Linked DNA regions of Mus musculus: region 1 is linked to region 2. Evidence: chromatin contacts called from public targeted proximity ligation data. All regions are on one chromosome and are shown on one strand. The core of a region is the stretch at or near the end of the contact, and the rest is flanking DNA. Distances in the headings are between cores, read along the strand shown. Region 1 overlaps Sgms1 (sphingomyelin synthase 1). Region 2 overlaps Sgms1 (sphingomyelin synthase 1).

The links.
Region 1: a targeted proximity ligation map of microglia shows a contact between it and region 2, with 7 times the contacts expected there. A contact is called at or near these places in 5 of 484 Hi-C or Micro-C datasets (bone marrow-derived dendritic cells, bone marrow-derived macrophages, embryonic fibroblasts and 1 more), 8 of 130 datasets of targeted methods (embryonic fibroblasts, embryonic stem cells, extraembryonic endoderm stem cells and 4 more) and 3 of 9 other capture datasets (adipose tissue, liver and pancreatic islet).

Annotation. Positions count from the first base shown.
Region 1 is chr19:32,356,333-32,362,795 of GRCm38.p6, forward strand. The region is part of intron 1 of Sgms1 (sphingomyelin synthase 1); the gene reads right to left. Among named protein-coding and RNA genes, the nearest start is that of Sgms1, 29 kb to the right of the region's middle.
Region 2 is chr19:32,177,200-32,183,300 of GRCm38.p6, forward strand. All of the region lies in intron 5 of Sgms1 (sphingomyelin synthase 1), which reads right to left. Among named protein-coding and RNA genes, the nearest start is that of Asah2, 77 kb to the left of the region's middle.

The DNA.
Region 1 (6,463 bases), core at 3,944-6,443, 180 kb after region 2:
CACTGCTGCAAATAGACAGTACTCCACAGCAGTGACCCAGACAGATGGAGCATATTAGTCACAGGACACTGTAGACTTGAGAAGGATGATGGAGACGAGCCAGTACCACGCACTGAGCATGGGGGTAAGGCCGCTTCTAGACACAGGGTAATTGCAGAGTCTGTTTCTTTCTGATGGATTCAGTGAGGCCCTACCTTATTTCTGTTATGATAAAGGGGTGGGGGAGGTTGAACTTGCTCACAGCCAAACTCAAAACTAAAGCAGAGGAACCAATAGCCTCTACCAAACAGTTCTTCTACCAGAGAACAGCCTTTGTTTTTCCCCTTTCACCTGTAAGATGGAACTATTGTTATACTGCAACTAAGTTTTCCTTTTAGTGCTTCTATTTAAAATTAAATATTTTCTATAAAATGATGTCCTCTGCAGAGTTAGTTAATCCAATTTCTAAGGTGGAAATGGTAACTTCATATACAATCTGCATTTCTAGTAAAAATAAGATCACAGACCTTTCGGCATTAAATACAAATAATGAGAAACTCTACCCTGGGTGATGGTGGTGCACACCTTTAATCCCAGCACGTGGGAGGTAGACGCAGGCAGATCTCTGAGTTCAAGGCCAACTTGTTCTACAGAGCTAGTTCCAGAACAGCCAGGGAAACCCTGTCTCAGCACCCTTCCATGCATCTCCTCCCAAAAAAAGTTCCTGCAATTGGGCAGGAAAGTATTTTTATACAAGCCAAAAAGTCTCAGAAAGACAGAACTAAAATGTTACCTAATGAAATCATTTGAATTCAATCTCTCAATAATTTGTATTTATGTCTTTAAAAATCATTTATCTTGGAGCTAGAGAGATGGCTTGGCAGCTAAGAGCACTGGCTTCTTCCGGATAACCTAGGTTCAATTCCAAGAACCCACAGAGAGGTTTACAACTGACTGTAACTTCATCTACATTATTTCTAGTTCTTCCCACGTGGTTAGGAGGAGCATAGCCATTTTGTCCTTGAAGAAATTTTAAGCTGAGATTCTAAGAAAGTTGGCCAGAATAACATAGGCTCTAAAAGAAGATGGCAGGGACAACACTTGAAACTTAGCCAGACGTTTAAAGTACATCTTCTTTCTAGAGTGGACTCTCTAGACCATCAGTTCTCAATCTTCCTAATGCTGCGACCCTTTAATATAGCTCCTCATGTTGGATGACGCCCCAATCATAAAATTATTGTTGTGGATACTTCATAACTGTAATTCTGCTAGTGTTATGAATTCCATCTGCAACCCTGGTGAAAGGGTCAACAACTCTCCCCCCCCCCAAAAGGGGGTTGAGACCCACAGGTTGAGAAACACTGTTGTAACTGATAAACTATCACCTGAGCTTGGAGCTGGGTAGGCAAGTGTTGACCTTGCCTGAGAATGGTCTCCATCAAGGACAAACACAGAGTTACGTGAAGAAGACCTGGTCCTCCTGGCAAGCAGAAGAGCCCAGCTCCAGTACCACATGGGTTTATCCCATCAGGCAAATGTCCTCTAGCACACGAGATCTCCTACAAACTGCAGATATTTTATTTCAAAGGGCTATTGTAAGAATTAATGAGACCACCACACAACTGCATTTGACACATAGTAGGGCATCATACAGATACTTTTAACAGTGAAAGGTGAAGAGAGAAGATTCTCTGGCTACTAACAAATACAAAAGTGGATGCTCACAGCCATCCATTGGACAGAGTACAGGGTCCCTGATGAAGGAGCTAGAGAAAGGACCTAAGGAGCTGAAGGGGTTTGCAATCCCATAGGAGGAACAACAATACGAACTAACCAGTACCCCCAGAGCTCCCAGGGACTAAACCGCCAACCAAAGAAAACACATCGTGGAACTCATGGCTCTAGCTGCATACGTAGCAGAGGGTGGCCTAGTCGGGCATCAATGGGAGGAGAGGCCCTTGCTCCTGTGAAGGTTCTATGCCCCAGTATAGGGGAATGCCAGGGCCAGGAATCAGGAGTGGGTGAGTTGGTGAGTAGGGAGAACGATAAAGGGATAGGGCCTTTTCGGAGGGGAAACTAGGAAAGGGGATAATATTTGAAATGTAAATAAAGAAATATCTAATGATAAATAAATAAATAAATAAATAAATAAATAAATAAAATGGGGGGAAAAAGATTCTCTGGTTACTTAGTGGAAAAAGCAAGGAGCTGATTTTAGACAAAGCCTCATTCTTCACAATGAAGGACCTGATAAGATTTTGACAGCCATACACGTATCTAATGGTTCTTTACTAATACCAAGACTTCCTAGTTCTGGGGCTGGAGAGATGTTTTTGCTGGGGGGGGGGGGGAGTTCTTGCTGCTCTTAATTCAAAGTAGAGGAATTAGGTTCCCAGGCCCCACATGGAAGCCTCCCAACGGCTTGTAAACTCCAGCTCTAGATCTAATGTGCCCTTCTTGCCTCTATAGACATCTGCACACACATGCCTATACACACAAACACACATAGACACAGAGACCGACACCCACAAATAATAATCAATAAAGTCTTCAAAAGAGAAAGGATGTCCTCATTCGGTACTCCCCTAAACAGAATAACCCTGCCAACTAGATCAACCTTTTAGAGCATTAGTAAGCATTACACATTTTTATACAAACATTGGAACTGAAAGGACTCAAAGTGAAACATTTGGCTCATTTTTAACTTTTCTAGATCAAAGAAGTCTTAATCACTCATTTAAAATAGCAGCTTTTTTTTTTTTTTAAACCATATTTTGTTTCCTGAAAATCATCCTAAACTATCTGGCCAATGAGGAGCCACTCTTGATTAAGCAACCATTACAGTGAATGGCAAAATGGACTCTGGCAACACTGGATAAACCACTGTTCAAGGAGGTGAGCTCAGCTCCTAGTAGCACCCCTGTGCTGTACGTAAGAGGTATTTTACATATGAAATGTGAACTTTGGAACAGAGTGTCCATGTTAGTGCCTAGGAGTCACCATGGTAACGGATTGTGTTAGCAAGCTGAGGAAGAGCAGAGCGGCAGTAGCAGCTCTGAGATTCGGATTGTAGCTCTGCACTGCAAAACAGAGTGCTCCAATCGCTCCCGAGCCACGAGCCACCGAGGCTGGTCTGAGAAAGCCTGAGCCACGTGTTTGCTCTGGTATCTGACACAGAGGGAGCAAATGCTACCAAGGGGCCATTTTTCAACGCAGATAACGAGGAGGAAGAGAAACTACCTCAGATTTTACCTTTGATGAGTATGAAGTGCCCCTCCTTGTCTTTTTTGATAACTCTGGGTTGGAAGTCAATTTTATTCGATATTAGAATGGCTACTCCAGCTTGTTTCTTCGGACCATTTGCTTGGAAAATTGTTTTCCAGCCTTTTACTCTGAGGTAGTGTCTGTCTTTATCCCTGAGGTGGGTTTCCTGTAAGCAGCAAAATGTTGGGTCCTGTTTGTGTAGCCAGTCTGTTAGTCTATGTCTTTTTATTGGGGAATTGAGTCTATTGATGTGAAGAGAAATCAAAGAAAAGTTATTGTTGCTTCCTGTCATTTTTGTTTAAAAAAAAGAAAAGAACCTACCTCAGAACAGTGTGAGCTGTGTGAAGAGAACAGAGGTGGCCAATGCTCACGTTCTCTCTGTATCACAAGTCGTTTTGCTCCACACATGCCTGTGCTGGCCCATTAAAGAATACATTTGTATTTGTCTCTTCTGAGAGATCTGTAACACAGATCCCTACTTCACAGATAAAGAAACTGACTTTCATAGGTTAAAAATGACGTGTCCAAAGTCAGTTACAGTAATGTAACTGGCTCAGACCATATTGTAGGTTCTCAGATGTCTCCCAAGCGTAGCCTCCTCAGCTCATAAACCTGAAGCCACTACTAATGCCCTATGGGTTTCATAAAACAAAAATGAGATTGTACATGCACACATAGAAACACACAAGCATACAGTCATATGTCTGTGTGTCGAGTCTCCCCTCACCCCCTTCCTCTCCTTATTCCTTGATCTTTAGAATATGCAGGGATAGGTTGGCAGCTATGTTACCATAAATAGTATGGTATAAGAAACACCTGGAAGAGGATTACAATAATGACAGTGACAACAGAAAATATGAGCAGAAGATATATAAGCAACAAATGTCCAATACCACTATTAGGGAATGCAAATCAAAATCACAGTGATGTACCAATCAGATACACGCAATGATCCACACCAGTCAGAAGGGCTGCTCTTGTTCCTATAACCAAAAGCTTGTAAGCATCAACTGTAAGAGGGGAAGGACTTATTTGGGCTCACACTTTGAGGGTACACACAGTCCATAGTGAGGAAGGCATGATGGGAGAAGTGGCTGTGCTAGCGGTTACAGGCTACTTACTCACTTCCATATGGACCAGAAAGCAGAGATAAGACAAAGAGCAGAGCTGGGCTACAAAGCTCAGCCCCTCCCCATGCCCCAAGCCTGGACTCCACTTCTACAACAGCACCGCCCATCAGCTGGGGACCAAATGTTCAACCACGAGAACCTGTGGCTATATCTGCATCATAATATTCTGCTCCTGGCCCCCACAGACTCAGAGCCATGGCATAATGCTTTAAACAAGCATTTAAGTCCAACTTCAAAGGTCCCTATCATCTTCTTTTAATTAATGAAATCAATTGAACATGTACAAGTGTTTTGCTTGCAGGTTTGTCTGTCCCCCCCATGTGTATGCCTGGTACCCAAGAAGGCCAGAAGAAGGTGTCAGACCCCCTGGAACTGGAATTACAAAGTGTTCTGAGCTGCCACATGGGTGCCAAGGTTCAAATCTAGGTTCCCTGCAAGAACAGCTACTGCTTTTAACTGCTGAGCCAACTCTCCAGCCCATCCCTATAGTTTTATCAGTTTCCACAAGGTTCAAAGTCCAAAGTCTGTTCTGAGACTTAAGATAATTCCTCAAATGTGTGGCCCTCAGGACAGCCATTTTCCAGCAGGATCCTCTGACGGCTCTGTCTTTTAAGGCAGTAGCTTTCCAGCTCAATTTGTACTGCAGCACCCTGAAACTCTGATAAGAGAGGTTTTACTCTCAAGTGACCTTTCCTATGGTCACAGTGCAAAACCCAGGTTCCTCCTTAATGACACTAATTTCTTTAACAATTACAGCCATGTTGTCTGCACCACATCCTCTCTTCAACTTTAGCTAGGTTCACATCCCTCTCCCTCCCAGACTACATGTTTCCTGTTTCTATTCTGTCTTCTGCTCTCTTGCACACTTTAAATCTCAGTAAATGCAGTGTGCAATAACCACAATGCAATCTATCATTTTCTCTTGAAATCCCCTCTGCCAAACAGTCCATCATTTTTTGCTTCAATTTCACTCAAGCTTTCAGGACAGATTCTTTGTCAAATCGAACATCAACGGCCTCTAGCAGGCAGCTCCAGATACGAGTCCTTGCTTCCCTTCAGAAGGTCTTGAGTAAGCTCTGCTCATAAAACTCGTGGGTTTGTCAATCCCACGGCCACAATCCTCCAATTCCTTCTTCACCGATCCCAAAGACCTGACCACAAGATGCGGTTTGTCACAGCCATGGCGCCTTTGCGCTCACGCACTTCCATTAAGAGAAGCATCTGTTTCTTCTATGATGTCCTTTATGATAAACCAGCAAACCTAAGTGTTTCCCTGCGTTAATGTGCAAATGAGTGACACCTGAGAGGGGTCGGGGGGCTAGCAAGGCCTGGTGCAGAACTAGTCAGTTAGAAACACGGGCAAAGGAACCTGAAATGGGAGCCAGTCTTGTGGGGCTGAGTCCTTAAGCTATGGTAGCTGCAGCATCTTCGTAGCTGTGCAATGCTGGAGAACTGCCTGCCACGCATCTGCTGCCAGAAGACACACATGGAGTGGTATGGAAGAGAAAGTGTGTGTAGGTGAGGGGAAAGGGCCAGGTGGTGAGGGGCTTCATAAGGAAACTCTGTACCACCACCACCACCACCACCACCACCACCACCACCACCACCACCAAAAAACAAAAAAGTCTATTTACAAACTATCCGGATTAAAGTACAGATTTCTTCTTCCGGCTGTGTGACTTACTAGAAGCACGGGGTGAAGAGCTTCCAGGTGACTGAGCACAGCCTAGGGCAGTGGTTCTCAATCTGAGGAAAGTGAACCCTTTGGGTTTAAACAACCCTTTCCCAAGAGTTGCCTAAGAACACTCGAAAACACAGATGTTTGCACCACAATTCATAACAGCAGTAAAACTGCAGATATGAAGTAGCAATAAATTTTTTTTACAGTTGGGGGAATCACCATAACGTGAAGAACCGCATTAAAGGGTGGAGGCGTTAGGAAGGCTGATAACCACTTGCCTGGGGGCTTGTGGAAGCTTCCATATATAGGCATGGCTGGTTAAAGCATTTGGCACTCTAGCTTTGGCCCCTCTGGGTTTGTTTGAATGTCCATTGGCTCAGCTGTTTGAACACCTGGTCCCCAGTTGGTG
Region 2 (6,101 bases), core at 1,777-4,276:
AGGCAAGGTCTTAAGGGCTGTGACAGACCTCGGGGAACCTGAGTATGACAGGGACTTGCTCTACCCCTGAGCATGTGCCTAGTGCCATTCATCCAAATCTTTAATAATGTTTATGCTTCCGATTTTTTATTATTTCTTCTTTCTTCTTCTTCTTGTTTTTTTTTTTTTTTTTTTGCTTTTTTGTTTTTTTGTTTGTTTTTCGAGACAGGGGTTTCTCTGTGTAGCCCTGGCTGTCCTGGAACTCACTCTGTAGACCAGACTGGTCTTGAACTCAGAAATCTGCCTGCCTCTGCCTCCCAAGGGCAGGGATTAAAGGCATGCACCACCACTGCCAGGCTCAGATGTTTTATTTCTTAATTATTGGAAAGTTGGAAGCTAGCCTGGCTTACAAAATGAATTTCAGGCCAGTTTGGGGTACATGGCAAGACGCTGTCTCAAACACACACACACACACACACACACACACACACACACACACACACACACACACAGGCACATGCATGTGCACACATATAACCACAGAATGTTCATGGCTGCACTATTTTTAAGAGAGTTTTTCCTCAAGTATTTCATCCATTTCATTACAATCCACTGCTGTGGTCTAGCAATAGAAGGTGCCCCTTCACCATGGAATACATGTCATTTGAATGAATGTAGCATGACTTACACACAGCAACCTGTCATAGGGTTCATTTTAAGATGTGTTTTCTTAGCACAGATAAGTAGACATATATACTTACATTTATATATGTACATGTCCAGAAACATAGAGATTCTTGTAGGAAGATGGGTAGACAATGGGAGAGAACACAGAATTCTAGCTTTTTACACAGGATTTATATGTCACAACTAGATGCCATGCTAGTCTTTGAAAAAAGTGAGAGCTGGAACACAGAGGGAAAGCAGAAAGAGGGAAAACAGAACAAGAATTGCCTAAGGATTCAAGTCCAGGGTGATATGTCCCTTTAAATGTGAGTGGCCACCTGGAACAGTGTCAGGCTGCCATGGGCTTACCATAGCCCATCTTCTTGGAAATCTCTGTTGCTGGGACACTGGATAAACCCTGTTAATACCAGTAGTCTTGGCAGGGCATCAAGGAAGATGGTGAACAGCTGCCTCCCTTAAGACCACAGCAGACATTTTCGCTACCAGTCCAGGGGGCAAGCTCCTTCCCTCTGGAGCCCTGAGACTTTCCTAAGTGCCAACACTCCAGTGCTCTTCAGAAAGACTCGGCAAGTCACCAAGATCTAGCAGAGCACACAGATGGACTCTTCAGGTTTGTTCCTACACATGGAGACTCAGGTTTCTAGAATACAGATTTAGAACAAAACCAAAACCAAACCTACCCTGATGGCTGTGGAGGCACAAGCCTTTAATCCCAGCACTCAGGAGGCAGAGGCAGGTGGTGATCGGTTGAGCTGGAGGTCAGCCTGGTATACAGTGAGTTCCAGGACAGCAGGAATACACAGTGAAAACCTATCTTGAAAAATCAAACCAGAAACAACAACAGAAAACATTTCCTAATATTGTAAACGCAGTTAAAGACAGCAACCATGAGCTCTAGAAAAGAGTCTGACATGGCCTGACCAATCTGCAGCTGGTTTCTAAAAACCCAGACTAGAAAGATGCCTGAAGTTCTTAGTTTGTCTGTGATACTAAGGCTCCTCTAAGGTCATGAGACTCAGTGTAGAAACCTTCCTGCTGTCACCTACTTGCCCCAGCCCCAACCTGGACACTATGAGAGGCTGCATTGGACTGAGGCATGAATGGCTCAGAGACCATTCAGAACTCAGTGCCCAAATATTAACATGCCGCCTCCCGGAAACGTCAACACCGAGATTTACTTACTAGCATTTACTCTGAGCTTCGTTCAAGGTGTTGAGTGTACTGGTCTTCCTATCGAAACGAAGGGACATGAGACAAATATTTAACTGAGATTTTAAGACCTAGATGCCGGGGTAAATAGCTCAGCTGGCAAAGAGCTCGTCACACAAGCAGAAGGATCTATGTTTGAAGCCTTAGCACTCCGTGAAGAGAGGTTATGAGAGACACTCCACTCTAACTTCTGGCTTCCACTCGAGGACACACAGCACATACACAAATAATACACCAGTAAGACTAAGTCCTGTGTGGTATAGGAGGCACTGACTAAGAACACTGTTTGCAGGACCACTCAGGAGGGAAATGTTCTCAATGCAGGGAAGTGCTGCAGGGGCTGCTGGGAGCTCCTCTCCGCCACAGTGAAATATCCCATATCTCTTGTGCTTCAGTGAGACAGTGGGCAGACAGCAGAAAGAAGAGACAGTGCACGGCGACTGTATGTTATTTCTCTTACTATTTTCAGCTCATTTCAGCTTAAATTGCTCTTGGCATTAAGAACCTGCTTTTCCTCATTATCTGAAGAGTTAGCAGTTTTCAGTTTGAAATGATGAATGTTCTACAAATAGACAGCGTCCATCACCGCTGTGAATTCCCACCACCACTGCTATGGTATGCATGTGTCATGCATTCCACAGGCTCCCGTGTTTAAAGGCCTTGGCCCTTGATCCCTTTAGGGAACAAGGTCTATAGGGGAAGTAGCTACTGGAGGGGGAATTCTTATGTGTTATATCCTGGCCCTGGCTCCCACCCTTTTAAGTTGTCTCTGTCGGGTATACTGTTATAGAAGTGAGAAAGTAACTAACTCCTACTAGACTGTACACTAGTAACTCCTGCTAGATTGTACACTAGTAACTACTACTAGATTGTATACTAGTAACTACTGTTAGATTGCTGCAATCTGGGGTTGGGAAATTTAGCTGAGTGGGAGACACTTGCCTATCAAGCAAAGGCCCCAGCTTTGGTCTGCAGCCAAAGAGGGGCTGGGTTGGAGGGCTGAGGTAAAGTTTAACTTCACCACTAAAAGAAAAGTGTTTTCTTTGTAAAATGAACTATAACCAGCAAATGAGCCAAGGAGAGAGAGAGAAAAGAATCCAGCCACGGCTGACCAGGGCAGGCTCTGTGAATAGTTTACCTTACCGAGGAGAGCTTGCCCGCTCCACCCTTGGCCGTTCCTACCATTTCCCCTTTCTGGGGCCAGAGGGCACTGAAGAAGGGAGACAGGTGGTTCGGGAGATAATGAAACTCCCAGTCAGCTGGGTAGTTTTAGCATTCCTTGTTGCATGGTCAGAAGGACCCAGTGCTTTGGGCACCCTGTTCCTTCACCTCCCCAGTTTCCTACGTCCAACTTCCCCCTAGTCCCTTCACGACCTCAGCTCCTCTGCACCGCGGTCAGAAAACTCAAGTTCAGGAAGGTAATTTGTTTTCTTTTCCTTTTCCAAAACCTTTCCTGACTCAACTGAAGTTGAAACAACAAGACAAAAATCAGACAGACTGTCTATGTACAATCACATATATTTTCTCCTGGTAACTTTAACATGGAAGAATCTTGTGAATTAAGAACTGGGATTATATATGACTTCTGACCCGTGGGTTTCGGTTGGCTCCAGCCAGTCTTGGAAAATAGTCTAGTTCTGGAATTGGAACAGAATTAGTACTCTTGTGTACGAGTTGCTTTCTTGGGAAATGATTAGGGACATGGAAAGTGCCTGTGGTGTTCCATATTGTAAGTTTTAATGAAGCTTAGATTCAGCAAGTGTCCTACACACTACAGTTATGCTTCGCTCGTTTGTTGGCTGGCTTGGCTTTACAAGATAGGGTCTCACCATGTAACACTGGCCTGGTCTCAAACTCACAGAGAACCTTCTACCTTTGTCTCATGAGTGCTAGGATTAAAGGCATGTGCCATCATGCCCAGCACGGCCCTGCTTTGGGGGTAATATATCTTAGATACATATGTACAGAAAGCAAGGATTTGAGTCTATGTCCTAATATCTCTTCTGACTTTATTCTGCATAATTTCACAGTTCAAATTTTGTAATAAGCATATTACTTTCATAATCAATAAAGGCTATAAAAAAATGGATGTCCTAAAGGTGGTGCCTTCCCCAAATAAAACTACACTCGAACACGTTATCTACCTACTCCACTCCAGAAAGCTCTCTGCACGTATGCGCTCATCCAGCGTGATAGGCAGAAAGTGAGAGGCAAGACCCAGTGAAGTGACAAGCTAAATTTAGCAGACAGATCTGAGCTACACTTCTCAACAACAACCCCTGAAATAGTCTGGTCTTACAAAACTAAAGTGCATAAGCTTGTCACTCAGGGCTTCCCAGGGCACTGAGTTCTATCGAATGCTCCCGAGAGTCACATGCTAGTAAATGAAGTGCCACTGTCTGCTATTGCACAATATCCTGGCACACAGCGCTTTGTGTCGCTACAAAACTCGGAATGCCCACAAATCAGAGGCAAAGGTCAACCTCCCTTCCTCCCCTTTTCTTTTTGTTCTTTTCCGTGTTGTTTTAAGCCAGGGACTCACTATGAAGTTCAGGCTGGGTTTCAAAGTGAGGCTCCAAGCCTGACTCAGCCTCTCAGGTGTAGGATTAAAAGTGTGTGCCATCATGGCCTGCTTAAGGTCAAGATCCAGAAACACACTTATTAACCACGGAAATCACAACAACCTCGCATAACAAAGACTCAAAGATTTGTAATAAAAACATTTTCTCCAGTAGACACTGAAATTATTAAATGTGTTTTGTAATGTGGAATTATCAAAGACTTTAGGTCATCACGCTGCACTGCTGAAGAGAAGGCGGCCCAGGAATGAGTGACGTAAGTCTCTTACTCCATGTCCAACCCACAGAGTTGCCAGGATTATCACTCTATTGCTTAGAGAGGCAAAGGCAAAATTTCTCTTTCTCCTACTTCTCCTTTCACAAAGTCTAAAAATAATTCCACTTGTCATAGTTTCACAATTTCTATGGAATTTTCTTTTAAACTTCCAGTCTTCTTTATGGCCTAACATCTTAAACACACACGCCCTTCCTCGGGGCAGCAATCTGTTAAGAGAGCAGAGATGGCTTCCTCGCTTGTGCTTTGAGTTAAACAGTGTAATCCAACCAGAGGGGAAATCTCAGGCTGGAAGGTAAACAGGATCTGAGGAAATCGCAACATCCCCTAAAGACAAAGCTTTCCTTTTCTGGGTACACGATTACCTGCTTGGTTTGAACTCCAAAGAGCAGTGCGTCACAAGCCTGTCTCAACTTCCTGAGCATAGTGTTCTCTAGATATGGCTCTATTATGTCCACAAGATACCGAGTCCTTACAAAGCACATGTTGTCATATTTATGCTTTCCTTTGTTTTCAGTAGGCACAAAGATATTTTGTTTCCAACATAAAATAAAAACTACCTAACGGCCATGGGGTTTGGCTCAGGGGAACTGCTTTTAACATGTTTATATTTACACATAGATGGCCTTAAAACATTAGAGTTCAACATGGCGCTACATGCCTACTGGAATCCCTTTCCATTTATATCCTGAGGTAACCGTGCAATGGGGTGGGGCTTGTGGAGGTGATTGTGTCACCATGATAGAACCCTCACAGATGAGACCAGTGTCCATACAAAAAAAAAAAAAAAATGAGACCCAGGAGGGCCCTGTCCCCTTCTATCCCAAAAGGGCCTGGTGCTAATAGCCTCTGAAGATGCTGCTGCACTGGTCACTTAGCTAGCCTTCAACTTTTCTACCTTGAGGATGGGCAGACACTCCTGCGCGGTATGGCATTTTTACAGTAGTAGGGGTAGACTGGGACTCACCTCTTCAATACTTGGCTAAACATTCTTTCTTCCCAGGTGACTACAATTTTGAAAGACCTCAGAGTTAGGCTGTCTCAAAGCTGAGACTTTTGTTACCGAATCAAAAACAACAGTAAGCAGTATTATCCTGCTGAGGGCTTTCCATTGCCCTGTCATTCTGAAAATAATGTTCTTAAAGTTGCAGAAAACTGAGGTATACCCTTCGTTAGCTTTGTGTCAACTTAAGAGAACCAGGGTACAATGACTAAAACCAGGAACTGAACATTAGTGTCTCAACCAGGGCTGTATAGCCCTTGTTCTTTCAATCTCCTTACCTCCTCTATGCTCGCTTACCCTGTCCTTGTCAACAGTTAGTTTTGCATCTCCTTACCCTCCCCACCAGGTTCCTCTTTCTTTTCTTGTTTCT